Linked DNA regions of Mus musculus: regions 2, 3 and 4 are each linked to region 1. A link is a contact called in public Micro-C and promoter capture Hi-C data. All regions are on one chromosome and are shown on one strand. The core of a region is the stretch at or near the end of the contact, and the rest is flanking DNA. Distances in the headings are between cores, read along the strand shown.

The links. Promoter capture Hi-C pulls out the DNA fragments that hold promoters and counts their contacts. A called contact is a pair of places that touch in the nucleus more often than the background predicts.
Region 2: a contact with region 1 is called in a Micro-C map of the G1E-ER4 cell line, with 5 times the contacts expected there. The contact joins the promoter of Aurka here to the promoter of Dpm1 in region 1. A contact is called at or near these places in 4 of 484 Hi-C or Micro-C datasets (all in the G1E-ER4 cell line).
Region 3: a promoter capture Hi-C map of liver shows a contact between it and region 1, with 4 times the contacts expected there. The contact joins the promoter of Rtf2 here to the promoter of Dpm1 in region 1.
Region 4: a contact with region 1 is called in a promoter capture Hi-C map of pre-B cells, with 4 times the contacts expected there. The contact joins the promoter of Zfp335 here to the promoter of Dpm1 in region 1. A contact is called at or near these places in 1 of 39 promoter capture datasets (pre-B cells) and 2 of 484 Hi-C or Micro-C datasets (CD4 T cells and the G1E-ER4 cell line).

The regions. Positions count from the first base shown.
Region 1 is chr2:168,228,959-168,231,999 of GRCm38.p6, forward strand. Dpm1 (dolichol-phosphate (beta-D) mannosyltransferase 1) reads right to left here and starts at 1,421. Exons shown (of 9, transcript NM_010072.4): 1 at 1,235-1,421. The coding sequence starts at 1,395. It overlaps Mocs3 (molybdenum cofactor synthesis 3), which reads left to right and starts at 1,664. Exons shown (of 1, transcript NM_001160330.1): 1 at 1,664-3,041. The coding sequence starts at 1,677. It overlaps Gm20716 (predicted gene 20716), which reads right to left and starts at 1,421. Exons shown (of 12, transcript NR_132310.1): 1 at 1,235-1,421.
Region 2 is chr2:172,368,535-172,371,838 of GRCm38.p6, forward strand. Aurka (aurora kinase A) reads right to left here and starts at 2,036. Exons shown (of 9, transcript NM_001291185.1): 1 at 1,939-2,036; 2 at 452-498. The coding sequence starts at 493. Cstf1 (cleavage stimulation factor, 3' pre-RNA, subunit 1) reads left to right here and starts at 2,469. Exons shown (of 6, transcript NM_024199.2): 1 at 2,469-2,493.
Region 3 is chr2:172,438,992-172,442,146 of GRCm38.p6, forward strand. It overlaps Rtf2 (replication termination factor 2), which reads left to right and starts at 1,587. Exons shown (of 9, transcript NM_025542.2): 1 at 1,587-1,748. The coding sequence starts at 1,680.
Region 4 is chr2:164,910,183-164,913,232 of GRCm38.p6, forward strand. It overlaps Zfp335 (zinc finger protein 335), which reads right to left and starts at 1,568. Exons shown (of 28, transcript NM_199027.2): 1 at 1,335-1,568; 2 at 440-690. The coding sequence starts at 640. Zfp335os (zinc finger protein 335, opposite strand) reads left to right here and starts at 1,251. Exons shown (of 2, transcript NR_166490.1): 1 at 1,251-1,568.

The sequences.
Region 1 (3,041 bases), core at 171-2,670:
GGCCACCATATAGAAACTGATTTTTATTCAGATGCAACCAAAACAGCAATCCTAAACCGGGTGGTGGTGGTGGTGGTGCACGCCTTTAATCTCAGCACCTGGAAGGCAGAGACCAGCATCTGAATTCCAGGCCAGTCAGGGCTACATAGTTTTGACCTTGCCTCAACCAATCAAACCATGCAGACTAAGGCTTTTACAAATCAGTACGGTAAGGTTGTGCTTTCTAGAAAGAGGAACTATGTACCAAGTATTTTGTTTTTCTGAGACAGAGGCTGCTAATATAGCCCTAGCTGCCCTCGGACTTGGTACAACTCGTTTGCAAACGTATCCCTTGTAGTGCATAGCTTGGGATCAAGTATTTTTTTCTTGCTATTAGAAAATATGGGCACAGCGTCCTCATTGTCGTTTGAGAAGCAAAAGCCAACCAACAAACAAAAAGCTCTGGAAACAATCTGTGTTCTTCTGACGCACTGTCTAAAACAGCGCACTGCTACGCCATCCTACTCCTGCAAAATCCCGTTCTGTAGGTTGACAGTAAAAGATCGCCCATGATCATCACAGCATGACACTCATCTGGCCGTAAAGTACTGACTCCGTCCTGCCACTGCCATCAGGAGGCATTTTATTTACTGTTTAGTTCGGAGACCTTTTTTTTTTTTTCTTAAATGCGTAACACTTTCACTATCAAAATTCTTGTTCCTAAGAGCTAGGGCTCTGCCTAACAAAGCGAAAGGCCCCGTGTTTTTCAAAACAACACACAAATAAGCCCGGGTTCCTAATCAAACTCGGCGAAGATGCTCGCTCCCTGCCAGCTCATCAGCAGTTCTCTGACAGCGCAAACAACAAGCTTACGTAAGCGCTCGGCCCCAAGGCGATGGGGAGAACGCTGGCTCGGGACTCCCGGCTCCGGCGGCGGATCCTGACCGCCCAGAGGTATGAGGTCATACCTCCTCGCCCCGAAGTCAAAAAGAAGTTAAGTTAGCCCTTTAGAGAGAACAGGCCGGGGACGCAGGCCAGCGCGATCTGTCAACAGATAGACACCGGACTCGCTAGAGACCTGAGCAGGAAGGAGAAAGACGCGGGGCTGTGCTCCTCGGTTCTCCCCGCTGGGGAAAGCCGCGAGCAGGCTCGGGAGGGAGCGGAGACCGGGCCTCCGGGGGTCTCCTCGCGCAGCCAACCGCCGACCTGCAGCCCGCGGCCGGCTCCCGGCCCCCGCGCGAGAAGCCCCTTCTACCTCTCGGAGAAGCTCTTCACCAGCAGCCACACGATGAGCGGCAGGTTCTCCCGTTCGTTGTAGGTGGGCAACAGCACCGAGTACTTGTCCTGTCGCGAGGAGCGGCCCTGCGGCGGCCGCGGAGACGCAGCAAGACTGCGACTCGCCCCCGTGGAAGCCATGACGGCTCTGCGAGAGGCGCCGGAAGCGGACTTACGTCATCCGACACGGGCCGTACCAAATCTCGGAGCATGGGGGAGGCTCGGCGCTCCGACGTCCCAGTGTGGTCCCCGGGAAACTTCCAGATATGGTGACCGTTTCAAGCCAATCGTGACGGCTTCCCCGGATAAAAACCCATTCGTTTCACTTTCAAGGGCCAGGAAGCGTCTTCGTTTTCCAGTCGCTAAGAGACAGGCAACCGGAAACGGAAGTCCCTTCCCGGCTCTTTCCGGAAGAGGCTGTCATGGCTGCCCCGGAGGACGTAGCTGCCTTACAGGCTGAAATCACCCGGCGGGAGGAAGAGCTAGCTTCGCTCAAGCGGAGGCTGGCCGCGGCCCTGACAGCCGAGCCGGAGCCCGAGCGTCCGCTCCGGGTCCCGCCGCCGCCGCTGGCGCCCCGGGCCGCGCTGTCGCGGGACGAGATCCTCCGCTACAGCCGCCAGCTACTGCTGCCGGAGCTGGGCGTGCGCGGGCAGCTGCGCCTGGCGGCGGCGGCGGTGCTCGTGGTGGGCTGCGGCGGGCTGGGCTGCCCGCTGGCGCAGTACCTGGCGGCGGCCGGCGTAGGCAGGCTGGGGCTGGTGGACCACGACGTGGTGGAGACGAGCAACCTGGCCCGCCAGGTCCTGCACGGGGAGGCGCAGGCCGGCGAGAGCAAGGCTCGCTCGGCGGCCGCGGCGCTGCGCCGTCTCAACTCGGCGGTGGAGTGCGTGGCGTACCCGCGCGCGCTCGCCGAGGACTGGGCGCTCGACCTGGTCCGCGGCTACGACGTGGTGGCAGACTGCTGCGACAACGTGCCCACGCGCTACCTGGTGAACGACGCGTGCGTGCTGGCCGGCCGGCCGCTAGTGTCGGCCAGCGCGCTGCGCTTCGAGGGCCAGATGACCGTCTACCACCACGACGGCGGGCCGTGCTACCGCTGCGTGTTCCCGCGGCCGCCCCCGCCGGAGACAGTGACCAACTGTGCAGACGGCGGCGTGCTCGGAGCGGTGCCCGGCGTGCTAGGCTGCGCGCAGGCCCTCGAGGTGCTCAAGATCGCCGCCGGCCTCGGCTCCTCCTACAGCGGCAGCATGCTGCTCTTCGACGGCCTCGGGGGCCACTTCCGCCGGATCCGGCTGCGGCGCCGCCGGCCTGACTGCGTCGTGTGCGGGCAGCAGCCCACCGTGACCCGCCTGCAGGACTACGAGGCCTTCTGCGGCTCCTCGGCCACCGACAAGTGCCGCGCCCTGAAGCTGCTGTGCCCCGAGGAGCGGATTTCTGTGACCGACTACAAGCGGCTTCTGGATTCCGGGGCGCCCCATGTGTTGCTGGACGTCCGGCCTCAAGTAGAGGTGGACATCTGTCGCCTGCCGCACTCTCTCCACATCCCTTTGAGTCAGTTGGAACGCAGGGATGCGGACAGCCTGAAACTCTTAGGGGCTGCCCTCCGGAAAGGGAAGCAGGAGTCGCAGGAAGGGGTTGCTCTCCCGGTGTATGTGATTTGCAAACTGGGAAACGACTCCCAGAAAGCTGTGAAGGTCCTGCAGTCCTTAACGGCAGTGCCGGAGTTAGACTCTTTAACTGTTCAGGACATCGTGGGGGGACTCATGGCCTGGGCCGCCAAAATTGATGGG
Region 2 (3,304 bases), core at 786-3,285, 4.1 Mb after region 1:
ACACAAACAAAATGCACATCATTTAAAAAATACCGATTGTGGGGGCTGGAGAGATGGCTCAGCGATGAAGAGTACTGGCTACTCTTCCAGAGGTCCTGAGTTCAATTCCCAGCAACCACATGGTGGCTTATAACCATCTGTAATGCCCTCTTCTAGTGTGCATGAAGACACATTCATAGTCATAAAATAAGCAAAGAAATCTTTTGTTTGTTTTCGTTTTGGGTTTGCTTTTTGTTTTGTTTTGTTTTTAGTTTTTTTCAAGACAGAGTTTCTCTGTGTAGCCCTGGCTGTCCTGGAACTCACTCTGTAGACCAGACTGGCCTCAAACTCAGAAATCCGCCTGCCTCTGCCTCCTTGCATCCCCAGTGTTGGGATTAAAGGCATGCGCCACCACGCCCGGCAGAAATAAATCTTTTAAAAGCCGAAATTGTAAATACAGGTAATTCTGTACCTTAACAGGCCTGGAGACACAGTTTTCTTTACATCTGTCCATGTCACCTGAAAAAGGAAACAAGAGCCTTTCTTTTAGGAGGAGTCCAAGTCCTTCACCTTCGGATCTACACCAAATGACCTTGATGGTTCTCACTCAGCTCAAAGATTTACTACAAGAAAGTTGCACATGCCACAGGGTTCCCCTTTTCAGATCAGGGAAGCTAGGCAGGAGGCAGAAGCCCTGAGCAAAGGACTGCAGTTGCAGCTACCTCACACTCCTGGGCCCCAGACCAAGGTTAATAACCAGCCCTGCAGTTTAGCTTTCCCATAATAGCTACACCAGGGTCTTATCCCTAAGAGGTTTCTATTTCCTGTATTTGCAGTGGAGCCAGGATTTGTTTGTTAGGTTTGGATTTTTTTTTTGAGACAGGGTCTCCCTGGGTAGTCCTGGCTGTTCTGGAACTCATTATGTAGGTAGACCAAGCTGGCCTTGAACTCACCGAGTTCCTCCCTCTGCCTCCAAAAGGCTGGGATTAAAAGAATGCAAGACCACACCTAACCTTTATGTTTGTGGTAGAGACAAGAGTTCCATGGATCCCAGGCTGGCCTTGAGCATGCTATACGGTGGAGGATTACTCTGAACTCCTGATCCTCCCGCCTGCAGTTCCGCAGTGCTAGGACCACAGAGGTCATCACCATCCTCGGGGTTCCAAGTGCTGGGAATGGAATCCAGGGCTGGCTAGGCAAGCACCCTACTAACTGAACTACATCCCCAGACAGGCTCTCACTTATTAGCTGTGGCTGGCCTTAAATCGAAGGCTAACCTCCTGCCTCAGACTGCTGATGTAAGCAACCACACATTTAGGTGTGTGTGTGTGTGTGTGTGTGTGTGTGTGTGTGTGTGTGGTGGGGATGGAGGTGTTGAGGTAGGGACGTATGTGGATGTAATTTAGGCTGGTTTTTCGGACCTACTGTGTAGCTGAGGATGACCTTTGACTTGATCCTGCCTCCACCACCTTACTGTTGGAATAAACAGCGGCGGCCACCACGAAGGCAGTGTTCAATCCTAAAACTTCTGGAATATTCTACAAACTGAGCTTTAGCGGGTCTGCGCTTTGAAACAGACCCTCAAGTAGTCCCGACATAAACTGCTCAGAAGGCTGCGGGAAGAGCAGCACCAGTCCTGGGCACTCTACGAGGGAACTCCCGTTCATCCACAGACTCGTCGAGTCGACTTAGACTCTGATTCTCCACCCGAAGCAGTCCCCAATAAGCCGCAGTTCCCGCATCCACCATCGGTTTGCAAATTACTCGGTTAGCTGATGGTCTGGATCCCCATTCCCACAAGAACCTAAAACCAAGCCGGGAAATCTTAAACGTCTGGACCTTTCTTAAACAGAATGCAAACCCACTGAGACAGTCCATTACCCCGACGCCACACAGCCTTCCCTATCCGTTTGCAGCATCCAGGCTCGCCCTCAACAGCCATGTCCCTTTCCAACTCACAGGCAGGAACCTGCTCCCGACCGAAGCCTCCAAGCGATCCCGGTAGCTCAGCCGTTACAATTCAAAGGTTCTCCTTTTAAAATAGGAGTCAAACCCTCTACTCCAAGAGCTGATTGGCTAGAGCCGGAGCAATGCCGTTCTGTGATTGGCTCACCGTAAACGCGACTATGGGAAGCTCGTTCCCTGCCGTAGCTGGGCGCAGGCGCACTGAGCTGTCGGAGCCCGGAAGTGGTGCACCAACGGCCCGTCCGATCTGCGGCCGTTCTATCGCCCGCCGTGCTCCCCAGGATCAGGCGTTCGCCAGTCACACACAGCCCTTTGGATTCAAGGCAGTCGCGGAGGTGATTAGTTCGGAGACGGTGAATGAGCGTCTCGAACGTGCCAGTGAGTAAGATGGCGAGAAGGGCAGACTTGCGAGGGAGCAGGGATGCTCGGCGCTCGGCTGCATGCCCTTTGCACGTGCGCACTGGGTGTGCACTCCGAGCGATCGATCGGGCACGATTCGCTCCTCCATTTTTCTAGAAGAGAGCGGGAGACCGAGACCCTGATCTGCGGGTACGGGGTCAAGGGGGCGTAAGGAAGCGGGCTAGTGTGGTTGGCTAGGGTCTGTAGTGGATCACGTGAAGGACCGGGGCTAACGGAGAGGATGGCAGGAGGCCGCTCGCCCCAAGTCCGTGTCCTAGAGTTGGCCGGCCCGGCCTGCACCCCGGCTCTCAAAGGGCCTCGGTCCCGGTGGGTCCAAGCCGGAATTCCGCCCTGAGCAGAAGTGGTCGCGCGGCTTCGCTTTGGGCCCCCTGCATTCCCCGGTGTTAGCTTTCCGGGGGCGAGCTCCTCCGGTCTCGTGCCTCGGTGTCCCCTCCGGGAAGGATATAAGTTATCTGTGTCCCATTGGAAGTTAAGCGGGGAGTTAAGTAAAGGCTCAACCTCCTTCTCCCACCCCCGTTTTCTTTAAATGTCGTGATACAACCCCAGATGTTTCCTGACAGGAGTAAAGATGATAGGTCAAATGGTTAAGTTCTGGGCTCTGGAGTGTGCAGGCTCCCCCTCAACTTTGAGGGGAAGGGGAGGGCTTAACTTGAACGGGTGCCCTAGATTCTTAGAACACATTTCACCCTCTGTTGTGTCCCAATATCTTATGCAGGGGTAGATTTGTATTCATTTCTTTCTTTTTAAAAAAAAACTTATTTAGCTTTATTTTACATGCATTGGTGTCTAGGTGGCAGGCCCCTTGGAACTGGAGTTAGAGACAGTTGTAAGCCGCCATGGGAATTGAACCCAGGTCCTTTGGAAGAGCAGACAGTGCTCTTAACCACTGAGCCATCTTTCCAGCCCCCATTTCTTTCTAATGAACACGAATATATTGAAT
Region 3 (3,155 bases), core at 337-2,836, 4.2 Mb after region 1:
GGGGCAACACAACCATGGCAGGAAACTAAGAGAGCCAGTTCCTAATTTTGTACTTAATTTTTGTTTGTTTGTTTTGAGACAGGGTTTCTCTGTATAGCCCTGGCTGTCCTGGAACTCACTCTGTAGACCAGGCTGGCCTCAGACTCAGAAATCCGCCTGTCTCTGCCTCCCAAGTGCTGGGATTAAAGGCGTGCGCCACCACCACCTGGCTTTAACCTTTGATTGATCTCTGCATTTTGTGGCAAGTTGCATCCTTTGAGCTATGAAATTTCAGAAGCCACAAAATCAGATGCAGAACTACTGTTAAGACACCTACGTGTGACTCTCTCCCTTGAAAGAGCCATCGACAAGTTGAGGGTGTTTAGTGTCATAAAGCTGAAGGCACAGTAAGTCACTTCTTAGGCCTGCAACCACCTAGGATCCCAGGAGCATTGGAGTCCCAGAGGACACAGCACTCCCCTAAGTGAGGGTGAAAAGGCAGAAAAGATGGTCATCTGAGACTATCTGGTCACTTTAAGCAGTGTGGGCTTCAGAATGGCCACCTTGCAGGACTGGTGTAGACACAGAAATGAAGGAGGCCATACTTATCCCAGGACTGCTCACTTATGCATACCATTTGCCCCTGTTGTTCCTCTGGGCCTACAGCTCATGTTAGTACCCCAAAGGCAGACTAGGGGGTCACTGAACCCCTTATTTGTTCTCTTCCCAATATGATCACCCTCCCCTTTCTCTGTCTGCACTAATCTCTGTAGCTGGTACAATGGGATGAGTGGCTACTCTAAGCTTGTTGGAGACACTGTAGCCCTAGCTTCTGCCCAAAATACATCTGGATACAGGGTGGAGAGGCGCTCAGTGGCTAAGAATGCTTGCTGTTCTTTGAGTAAGCACAGGATGGATTCCCAGAACCCCAGCAGCTCACAACCATATCAACTCCAGTCCCAGGAAGATAGAACACCCTCTTCAGGCCTCGACAGGCATCTGCAGTTAGGTAGCGCACAAGCAGGCCCACCCACCACGTCTTTTTTTTTTTTTTTTTTTTAATTTTATGTATTTGAGTACACTGTAGCTGTCTTCAAACACACCAGAAGAGGGCATCAGATATCATTATAGATGGTTGTGAGCCACCATGTGGTTGCTGGGAATGGAACTCAGAACTTCTGAAGAGCAGTCAGTGATCTTAACCACTGAGCCATCCCTCTAGCACCCACAACGTCTTTTCTTTTCTAAGTCTGGATTTAAAATACATGAGAGGTAGCTGAGAAGACAGATTCCGGCCATCTCCTCCTTAGACTTACAGCACTACTGGTCTGCAAAAATGCCAGAGACGCAGACCTCGGGACAACCCCGACAAATGTTCTCCCGTCCTCCCTCAGGCCCAAGCTTACGGAACCACAGAGGAAAAAACAGGGACCGCCCACGACCGGAAGTGGACGCACTCCAAGGATGCTCCAGCACGTCGCCCTGAAACCACGCCCAACTCCCGGACAAGATTTTCAAGACAATTGGTGTGGACCAAGGCCTCGCGCGGCGACCCCGCCCCTTTCGCGGCGCGCTGGTTGTGTGCGTCATCAAGGAGCGCCGGAAGTAGGTAGGGTTTCGCCAGAGACCCCGGAAGCGACGGCTTCTCGTCTTTGCTAAGGCTTCTGGTTTTTGCTACGGTTTCTGATTTCGGCTTTGGGATGGGTTGCGACGGAGGCACCATCCCCAAGAGGCACGAGCTGGTGAAGGGGCCGAAGAAGGTCGAGAAGGTCAGTGGGGACTGCGGGCTGCGGGGCTCGGGATGAACGGTGGTCACAGCGCTTGTGGAGGGTTTACTGTTTGCAGGCACTGAACAGTACGGTTAGACTGGGATCCTCCCCACAGACGCTGTGTTGATTTGAAACATTAACGTTGAACGGGACGGAGACTGGAGAGCTAGTTAGTGGCCCAGCCAGGACTGGAACGTATCTGTAGCTAGCGACGATCACGGTGATAGATGCTATTTATGGACTTTGTGTGTTTTTGTGAAAGGCTCTCACAGTGTGGCCCTGGCTGGCTGGGACTCCCACCTCTGCCTGCTGAGCACTGGGATTAAAGGTGTTGGCCAACAGGCCTTGGTATTTGAATAATACTTTTTTTAAAAATGTTTTGTGTGTGAGTGTGGTATCCAAGGAGGCCAGAAGAAAGCATCGGACGCCCGGGAGCTAGAGCTACAGGTTTTTGTGAGCCATTAATCTTGGCTGTTAGAACCAAACGCGGATCCTTTGGAAGAGCAGTACACAGGCTTAACCACGGAGCCATCTCTCCAGCCTGAGCTTTGTGTATTAAAGTCTCCCCAAACCATTCCCCTTTGTGAAGTCACACCCTTCTTAAACTAATTATCAGCTCTTAGCACTCTGAATTGGTGGTTGAGCCCAGCTGATGGTCACGTGACTGCAAGCTCCTCCTGGTGAACTCTGTGCACTGTTTTTCTTCCAGAACTAGCACAGTTTCTGCCACAGTGAATATTTTTGAATAAATGCGTGGGCATTCTGTAAATCTTACAAGACATTGAGCAAAGTGTGTACTTAATGGATGGGAAATTGAATGCCGCAAAGTTAGTTAACACCACTGACGTGGCCTAGAGTCATGAACCACTGTCCCCATCCATTTATGTGCATTTCAAAGCTAGTGTTGATGATGACTGTTTAATAATAGAAGGCACAGAATGCCCCCGATACAGTTCCCAGCACGGGGAGAGAATGCCCCCGATACAGTTCCCAGCACGGGGAGGATCATGTTTCCTGATCCAACATTCAGAGAACTTTGGGATGGGAGGTGAATCCCATCCAGTGTTGTACTTAAGACACTGCATAACTTCCTGACACATCCCTAATAAACTCCATTGGGTCCTGTGTGAACAAACCTCTGCTTGTCTTTTTGCCCTCTCTTCTGCCCCTCTTTAGCTCTTTCACTCTGTTCTAGATACCATAGACCTTGCCCCAGCGTCCTGAACATTCCTCACTCATAGTGACATCATGACTTGGGGGGGAGGGGCCACTTGAAGCAAGGTCTTGCTGTGAGGTAGCCCAGGCTTGCCCCAGCCCCCGGAGTGCTGGTTACAGTGTGTGCTGCTTGGCTCTTTCCCCTCATTTGTCCACCCAGCCTTCACCACAGTCAGCTGCAGTCACTCTTTA
Region 4 (3,050 bases), core at 318-2,817, 3.3 Mb before region 1:
ACTTAACAGAGAAGATGAGGGCTAGAACCTGGGTAACCTGCTCAAATCACAAAGTAATGGGTCAGGAAAACATGGCTCAGTTTCCCCTTACAGCCTAGCACCCATAGAACCCGGCCCTCCCGTTCCATTTGACAGATGGGAAGACTAAGATAACTGAGATGGATCAACATTTGAACCGGGCTCATGGAGCCTGAGGGCTCTGGGTAAGACCATGGATAATTCTGGCTCTGTCGATAGCAAGCACGCTCTGCCTCAGTTTCCCTTTCTGAAGATTCTGGAAACAAGTGGTTTAAGTATGTCTCTTAGCCATGGGACTTGTCAAAACCGACCACAGCAGTTTGGCATGGCATGGCTTGGCGTCTGCCTCAAAAACAGTTATTTTCTACAAGTAGGCTTTGCTGACGGTCCCCCTGCCCACACCATCCACACTGATCCATACCACAGAGTGGTTGCCACCGTCCGAGCTCTGCCCGACGCCAGAGTCGTCAGCCTCCGTTAATCCTGGGACGGTCGCAGCGTCGCTGCTGTCCGCGGACACAGCTTCCGAGGTGCACACACCCAGGCCGCTCTCAGAAGGCTCCTCAGGCTGGCCGGGCCGAGGGGCCGCGTCGCTACTGCTCTCCACCTCGTTCTCCTCCATTGGTTCTGGGGACCGACTGACAGCGAAGCGCGGGGTTTGAGGCTTTCACTCTGCTGGGCGATACGACCATGGTTGCAACAAGTGGTCCACCTTTCGGGCCCGGCCAAGCAGAACCCACCCAGATGCACCGGTGTGCCCATTCTGCAGATGCAAAGACTGAGCATCGGACTAGATGGGACGGGGTTTCCTGGAAAGGGAACCTTCCAGAAAAGAATAGGGACGCCTGGCCTCTCAGGCTAGGACCCTTTGGGAAGAAGGGTGGTCCCGGTGGGTGATCACGGCTCCTTGCTCCTCCCAGAGGCATGAATCGACCCTGGGCGGACACAGCGGCCCGGCGCTCCGGCCCCCGTGTCCCCTCGGATGAGGAGCCGGTGGTACAGCCCGCAGGCCCCCGGGGTCAGTGGTTCACTCCCCCTCCCCGGACTCCCCTGCGGAGGGGGCTGACAGCGACGGTCGCGGGGCCTGGTGTCTCGGGGCTGTCCCCGGCGCTGCCTGAGCTCCAGGCCCGGCGCCATCTTGTGGCGGCGCTGGGTTTCCGCTCAGGCAAATGCGAGAGCGGCTAAAGGGCCTGGGACCCCGGGGCCCTGTTCGGACAGCCCCGCCGGCCCGGGAGTCCGCCACCCGGCAGCCTCGCGGCAGGGCCCCGGTGCACGGCAGTGTGCGGAGGGGCAGCCCGCCTCCGGCTGCCGCTAACCTGAGCCTCTGGCTGCTGTGTCGCTCTCCGACTCCGGCATCGACGAGGTCGCCATCCTCTCACCCCCGTCGCGGAGGAACCCATCGGCCGCCCTCGAACCGGAACTACTTCCGCCGCCGTCCCCCCGGGAGAGAGAGATCTGCGGGGTTTCAGAAGGCCTCTCGGAGGACTCAGAGCCGTCGTCGGGTCCAGGAGGACTCTAGAAGTCACATGCTGCCCGGTGTTAGGGCTGAGGTCAGCTGGGTACGGGGACTACTTTTTCGTGTGGCGGAGGGCTACACGGGAAGTGGCATGACGTCACGCAGGTCCCAGCCCGGACTCGCCGGACAAGGCGCGGCGGAGGCGCCCGGCTCTCGTGGGTGTGGCCCCCAGCGTCTAGCCACACCTCCAGGGGTCGCTTAGAGAACCGTCGCGACCTGGGATGGTTTAGAGGTGTCCAGAGGGGAGGGAACGTCAGTCATTTTCCTGGTTTTTCACCTGTAGCTTAAAGCTCCACTCGAGCCAGATCGGGTTCTCCCGGGTTGGGCTTGCTGTGCCGTAGTACAGATGGCAAAACCGAGGTTTGAGGACAGGAAAGGCTGGTCAGGAATCACAACTAAGGCGACTTGGGGGATCGGGTAATGGCAGAGGTCAGGGATGTTTGAAGAAGAGTTAATGCTTAGGCCACGGTGCACTTCGCAGCTGTATTTCTTACTAGGACTGGAGGGCCAGACACCCAGCTGTCCTCTGATCAGTGTAGGTGTGTTTAGAAGTTGGGGAATTAGCTCAGTGGCAAACACGAGGCCCTGCGTCCTATTCCTAGCATACACACGCGCTCATAGACGCGCATGCACGCACGCAGGCAGTGTTAGGTATTTTTAGAAGTCTACAGTCCTTGGGCCCAGTGTGGTGGTGGCTCATGCTTTTAATCTAGCACTCCGGAGAGGCAGGCTAACCTCACTTGACTTACATAGACCAGCTGGAGCTATGTAGTAAGTTTTTCCCAGAAACCACATGGTAAAAGGAGAGAACCGTCTCTTCCAGGCTGTCCACCCACCTCCACGCGCTCTTAGTGTCATGTGTGCACTTACAGACATAACAATAAATACATGCTTAAAGCCGGGCCCTGGTGCTGCACGCCTTTGAGTCCTAACACTTGGGAGGCAGAGGCAGGCGGATTTCTGTGAGTTTGAGGCCAGTCTGCTCTACATAGTTCCGGAACAGCCAGGTCTACATAGCGAGACCATATCTCAAAACAGAAAAGAGAAGAGAAGAAGAAAAGAAAAAAAAAAGAGAGAAAGAAAAGGAAATGGAAAGAGCCAGGGAGTGGTGGCACACACCTTTAAACCCAGAAATGGAAAGGCAGAAACGGGTGGATCTCTGTGAGTTCAAAGCCAGCCTGGTCTACAGAGTTAGTTTCAGGACACAAAAACCGTGTACTAAAAAAAAAAAAAAAAAAAAAAAAAGCGGGGCGGTGATGGCACACTCCTTTAATCCCAGCACTTGGGAGGCAGAGGCAGGCGGATTTCTGAGTTCGAGGCCAGCCTGATCTACTGAGTGAGTTCCAGGACAGCCAGGGCTACACAGAGAAACCCTGTCTCAAAAAATAAACAAACAAAAAAAAAAGAGGAGAAGAAAAATGAATTCAGTGAAAAGGACAAGTGGCTTTGAGTTATCACTAGCACCTGGACACAAGGGCTCCTACGCTCTTGTCACAGAAAGTTCTCCCTTCCTCGT